2 separate regions of the Bicyclus anynana genome follow, and region 1 is linked to region 2. Evidence: chromatin contacts called from public Hi-C data. All regions are on one chromosome and are shown on one strand. Each heading gives the region's core, a stretch centred on a gene start, on an enhancer-like site or on the middle of the called end of the contact. The rest is flanking DNA. Distances are from core to core; before and after follow the strand shown.

Region 1 (3,271 bases), core at 597-3,096, 280 kb before region 2:
TTTATATTTTACTTCCTACTTTTTGAATATACTGCTAAGCTAAGTCTGTAGGTTTAACATCTTTAGATTCTGATGGTTGCTGTGTTGTTTTCTCCAAAAGATTTTTACTAAACCATTGTGGTCTATCTTTCTTCATTTCAATGATCCTTTTCCCTCGCCAAAACTCTTTGGGCTGAAAAGTTTAATAAAATACAATTGATCAAAATACACAATTTTTTTTAATGCTAACTCAATTACAATAATTAATTAAAATACCTGATCTGGTAAACTTTCTCCATTATATAATACAATCACATCATTTTCAATTGGTTTTTGGTTGCCCAATTTCTGCTGTATTTTATCTTGAATTTCCTTTGTTTCTGCTTCCACTTTTTTATAACAGTGAGCTGGAATATAATAGGTATCATATTTAGATTTTAAAAGATTACAGATTATATTTCAATAATAATAATCAAAACAATAATATTATACAGTGGGTGTGATTACAAGCTAGCAACATAGAATTAAGGGCACATTATAAACATAATTTAACCACCAAAAATGTAACATGAACTTAGTGCTATTTTTTTATGCAGAAAAAAAATTATGTATCTAGACTCATTATTTTCAGCCCATGGAAGTCACAGAACTTCTAAATAAGAGAAACTTCCTTGAGTTGCATGCAATAATAAAATTAAATATATAAAAATATATGGATGATTCAACACTTAAAAGTCTGGCCGCTCAGAGTTTGCATTTCTGACAGGTCATGATCAAAGGGTTATCATTAATTTGTCTCATCTTTGTAGTGATGAGACAAAATAATGAGGCAATTACATAATGTTTGTCCCTTTGGATCACGACCTGTCAGAAATATGAACACTGAGCTGCTCGACTTTCAAGTTATCACATGCTCAAAAAAGGTTTCTGTATATAACTACCAGCCTATAGGTTACTATAGAGCCTCCCTACCTTTTTCCTTAGGTTGATGATGTTTACTCTTGTAATAATCATTATCAAGTGAAACACCACCAACTCCAGGCTGAAATTTTTTCAGAAGAAGGAAAAATTCGATATATCCGCCCAGCCAAACTCAAACCCAGGATCTTTTGACCTGTAACCACTTTGGTTAACTACTGGATCAAGGCACTGCACTTACTGATAATATATATTAATAAAAAATTTACCACATAGATGGCCTCGCTCATGGTAATGTCCGCAGCTGTTACACACAATGATGTTTGTTTTAGGTACCAGCATTTTCCATGTATACTCTGGACTGCCAAATTTTCTCTTCAACCTTTTTTCCACTGTTCTTCTAAATTTAGGCACTGCTAATAGAATCCCATCTCCAACAATATCTTTTATGGAAAACTTCTTAGGTTCTGGTAATCTTTTTTCATAAGTATATGCCAAAGCTAACTCTAGAAAATGCAAATACAATGCATTACAACAAATATAAATATAGAATTATTATATATATGTGCTTTAAGCTTACTAACAAATATGTATTTTGATATTTAAGATCTAACATGAAACATAAAATAAATGGTTTAAGCATACCTCTCGGTGGTAATCCAAATATTTGAAGAATATTTTTCTCTACATTCTTTATTATATTTTTCAAGTGGTGTACACGGGAAATCATTTTCACCTTAAAACAAACTAATAGTATTGGATGACTCCTGCCTGTGAAGCAAGGAACATATTTACTCAGGAGTGTGAACATAATAACCTACAGTGTGGTTAATGAACTACTTTCTAGTATTCATAGGTTTATATTTGTAAGCTTGATTTTATATCTCACCTTGCAATTACTTTCACAAATATGAAAAATCTTTTATTTGATTTCTGAAAAATAAAATATTAGGTTATTTAATTCTAAAATAAATGCTAAGAATGACATTGACACTGACAGCTTGGTAACAATAGGTCAATAAAATTATATTCTGTGGATTTCCACTATTTCCCGTAGTGCTGCCATTATTTATTTAAATATTCTCCTAGTCTTCCGCTATTTTGTGGACTAAGCCAACGATAAACAAAAAATAATATACAAAAGCTTTGAATTTTAGGTTATAGATTATAGAAAATCTTTATCATAAATATAGTTTTGATAAATTTAAATATTTAATCATCACTTACTTTTAGAGTTTACTGTGTATTGGGAAACAAATATTTCTAAAGGCTACACTGTCATCATCCTTATTAACATTATCAGCCCGTTTTATCGATCTAATATAGGGCCAGGTCTCTTTCCTTAAACGAGAGGGGATATAAAGCTAAGCCCACAAAGCTTTGGAACACCACGGTGAGCTTAGCTCTCTACCCATCGGTAGTGATAATGATAAATTCACTAACGACAACTATCAGCTGATGTTAATGACCAGGACCGATGGCCTAATTCGCTCTCCGCGGCAAGGGGGTGTAACATCACCGACTTTTCAACTCCGGACTGCAAATTTTAACTAAACATTTCTAATAATAAAGAAATCTTTGTATTGTATTTAATCATACTGTATTGTATGTATCAATCATATCTTGTATGTTATCTCATAACCTGAACCAGAATTTCCAGGATCTCGTTATCCACCACATAGGCTAACCACTAAACCGACGAGTCATTTATTGCTCTACTATTCTGCTTACAGACTTTAACCACAGTAGAATTGCAGCAAATTCTATAATAATTATAGAACGTGTATCTCAAACGCGTATTAAAATTTGCAACCTTATCTAACAGGATCTTATAAAATTTCATTGGACAGGGAAACAACATTCTTACAGTATACTATGTATAATCTTACAGGTATTCCATGACTGTTCCCCCGGGTTGAAAGTTTCTTCTCTCCGAGTTTCTCTCAGAGAAAGTTAAACCAGAGTTTTTTCTCCGCCACATGATGGTCCCAGCACCAGCAAGGTGAATCCATGGAATAAAAAATTCTTCATCTTTAAAAATAACTTAAATTATTTGTTCTCAAACATACATAAATACTTACAGGATTATTGTTATATTTCAAATTATCTATGCGTACATTTTTCCTTATGTAACAGGCTGATATCAAGATGTTTATCTAAGAAAAATCAGTCTCTTAGTGATAAATTAAAAAAGAATAGTTTCTTCAAATAATCAAACTGTAACGCAGCAGATAGTGTGATATGAAATTAAAAATATTTTTTTATTTATAAAACCTACTAAAAGCTACTAGTTTTTCATTTCTGGCAATACTGGTAGATTCGAAAGATTGACAATCAGCTGTCTAAGTGGGGAGGAAAAAGCTGATCGCTCGGG
Region 2 (3,448 bases), core at 168-2,667:
TATGAGATAGTTTATAATATGCTGTTGAAGTAGGTGGGAGAGAATTACCAGCAAAATCTCTCTATAACTTGGTTAAAGATCTTGACCTCAATAGAACTTTAGCAAGTTCTATATTAGTATCCAAAGCTACTCTATTAGGATTTTACTAAATTTGGCTACTCAGGAAGAACAATACATGTGGAGAATGGGAGTGTTAGTTAATTGTCAAAGTTATCCTTAACCATACACCAATTGTCACAAGTCCAGGATTCAGTTCAGAGATTTTCTCTCTGTCAGACAAAGGAGCCAGCATAGTGAATCCACGGATATTTGTATCATGACAAAAGCTTTGTAATATATTATACAACCTATTAATTAAAAGGTTCCATGCTGGCCCTTTTAATTAAAAAAAGTAAATTTTTAAGACATAATACTTACTTCATCTATAGCCAATCTACGGACACAATCCTTTTCATGTCGCAATAAATACATTATGTGACTTGTGTAGGTTTTTATAACATCTCCAGTATCAAATTTTTCAAAACATAGTTTAAGTACTTCACAAGTAAGACTTAGTTGTTCACTACAATAATTTAAAATATCATTACAATAAAATTAAATTGCTTTTGCTTCAAGTTTAACAGATTTTAATACACTTTTCACCAATACATTGTGATTTAAAAGGATCACATGTATAACATATATACAAATATGCTACAAATAGAGTACAGGTCCTAAAATACTCATTCTGAAGCATAGGTTTAAAAACTTGCACATCTGTCTTTACCCCAGCAACCACACTTTTCAGTGTCGCTACAGGGTTCAGAACACATCCTAGTGGCATTACAATTATAAAAATAGGCTATGTAAAGGAGGTATAACACTAGTTGTAGTGTTATGCAGAAAATCAAAGTGACTGGTGGATCCAGTGAGGGTATTATTCTATACTTAAAGCAATATAATTTTAATATTGATAATATTGATTATTGACTACATTAAAATTATGAGAGACTTCTGCAAAGTAAAATAATTAAAGTATAAGCTATCATACATTTTATCTGTTTCGTTAAGACAGTGTAAGATTTTGGATATTCCGATGTTCCTAATAGTAGGTACTGCTTCAGATGCCGGTTTGTACGCCAACAAGTTTTTAATGTCGTTAAGAGCCGTAGATCTTTCTTCTACTGTTTTCAGTTTTTCGGTGAAGATTCTAAATTGTTCATTATTTTGTTGAGTCATTATATTTTCTTCACAAAATTACGGAGTAAATAAATGTTTCTATATGTTATATTTATTTTCTTAAGCAGCCCTACTGCCCTAGAATTATTAGATAATATATTTATTAACTTAAACAAAATATTTATATTATAAATTGAAGATAGAAATTTTTATACAAAATGTGCAAAACAATAATTCAAATTTCAAATCACAAAGTGACAGTGAAAGGAAAATGACAGTGACACTGACAGATCACATTAAAAAAAACTAGATTTGCGGCTCTAAATTCTAATTCTGATCTAGAACACAGAGCAACAGAAAACAGAGATATATTACAGATCACAGAATAGATTTGTAAAGGACATGTCCCAATTTATGTTTGGAGGGTGGGCCTTTATTTCGAGTGTGAACTAAGCAGCACAAAATTTTTTATCTTAAAAGATCGTACCCGCATTTTTTTAAAATCATTATATAAAATGTATTTTTTCATTAGCTGACAACATTAATTAAGAATTTTTATCATGGCAACATGCTTGTAACTCACACCCTGACAGATTGTTAGTGATCTTCGCCAAAGATTACAATGTATTATTGGAAATAGATAGGCTACTCGAACTTTTTTCGGAACGAATGTGATAGCGCCATCTAGTGACTAGATAAGGTATTTTTAGTATTGTAAAAAGTATAAAAATAATAATGCATATTTTTTGTAAAGGAGAGACATTTTTGATTTTGTAATAGTTGAAGAAACCAATTGAGAAAAACAAAAAAAAAGACAAAAAGTTTTCCTTTGTTACCCCCGAACTCGAACTCAGGATTATTATATTGTACCTTTGTTATGCACCACTAGGCCAAATGACTATGTGGAAAATCGTTGAAATTAATGTACACTTACTGTTTTTCATTAATAATCCCTTTGCTTTAGAAATACAAACACATTCTTTCTATTACGCGTCAAAATTAAAAGGATAAATAATTCTTTTTTTTCGGTTTTTTTTCCGTACTTACACGGGTTTAATCTCTAAAAACATTCCAGTACGTACACATCTATGTAATTGTATTTACTATCCTGGAATCTTAAATCTAGGATGTAGATGGCGCTGCTTCATAAAGATTTCACGTTCTTCTAAGTTCCCTTGGCATGATCTTCGCGTAGTAGCGTTCGCATAAGGCGTTTTAAAAGCAATTTAAGGATTTTTTTGTTTAATGCTTCTCTGTCTACGATACAATGTTTCTTTTTAACTTGTGTCTTATTGACATTTGACAATATTACATGACATTGTCAGCTTACACCGGGAATTCAATTCCAGATGACGTTTTTATTGCCTGTTTTGAACACTTTTTAACCGACTTCAAAAAGGAGGAGGTTCTCAATTCGGTCGGTATTTTACTACTAAAAAATACTATCGACCTGCTTAAAAAATTATAAATAATAAAGGCCCATTTTGGGACATGTCCATTATATATCATTTTAAAGGGGTTTAAAATTTCTTTACAAGCATATTCTTAAGATTATCTCGCGAAAAAAATCGCGGAGTAGATTAAATTAACAAGTGTGCTTTAGACCACATGATTAAAGCAAGACTTCTTTCATAAATAAAAAAAAGTTTTACTTCAGTAAGCATGTCTGATTATTGAGAGAACAAGGCACTTGCTGCACATTTTAATTATATAATTAAAAAACTAAAATAAAATAAACCGTTATATTCAATATTATGTAATGCTACGAATAAGATTTCTTAGCTCGCCAGTCTAAGAACTCATCAATTTCAGCTTCATTATCGGAATCATTGTCATCATCCTCGTTTAGCATCTCTATATCTTGAATTTTCTTCTTTGTCTCTTCCTTTTTCAATTCCAAATCCAACACTCTACAAAAACAGAGGATTACTGTTTTAAATTACGCATCAATTATAATTATTTAAAATACAGAAAGTCCAACCAAATCAAAAGCCAAATATGTATCAAAGTCTAATCATATTTAATTTTCTATTATCTGTATGGTTCAGGTCAATCAACGAAACTACTTAATATATTTTTATAGTTTATTTAAAGTGATTATGCCACAGCTTAAAGTAGCATAATATGGATATCTTTTACTACAACTACTAGCGGAATACGGATGTTAAAATATAAACCATGTTCATCATTTACAACCCATATTTGGCTCACTGCTAAGCTCGAGTCTCCTCTCGGAATGAGAGGGGTTAGGCCAATAGTCCACCACGCTGGCCCAATGCGGATTGGCAGA

The links. Hi-C and Micro-C count contacts between places; a contact is called where the count stands out from the background.
Region 1: a Hi-C map of whole larva shows a contact between it and region 2, with 5 times the contacts expected there. The contact joins the promoter of LOC112054842 here to the promoter of LOC112042871 in region 2. A contact is called at or near these places in 2 of 2 Hi-C or Micro-C datasets (whole body and whole larva).

The regions. Positions count from the first base shown.
Region 1 is chr12:8,945,265-8,948,535 of ilBicAnyn1.1, reverse strand. LOC112054842 (39S ribosomal protein L32, mitochondrial) reads right to left here and starts at 1,846. Exons shown (of 5, transcript XM_024094756.2): 1 at 1,787-1,846; 2 at 1,543-1,668; 3 at 1,167-1,403; 4 at 256-386; 5 at 1-172. The coding sequence starts at 1,627. The coding sequence ends at 35. LOC112055112 (all trans-polyprenyl-diphosphate synthase PDSS1) reads left to right here and starts at 3,264. Exons shown (of 8, transcript XM_052884553.1): 1 at 3,264-3,271.
Region 2 is chr12:8,663,273-8,666,720 of ilBicAnyn1.1, reverse strand. It overlaps LOC112042871 (26S proteasome non-ATPase regulatory subunit 5), which reads right to left and starts at 1,417. Exons shown (of 7, transcript XM_024078056.2): 1 at 1,031-1,417; 2 at 418-562. The coding sequence starts at 1,218. It overlaps LOC112042870 (zinc finger protein 830), which reads right to left. Exons shown (of 4, transcript XM_024078055.2): 4 at 2,887-3,068. The coding sequence ends at 2,921.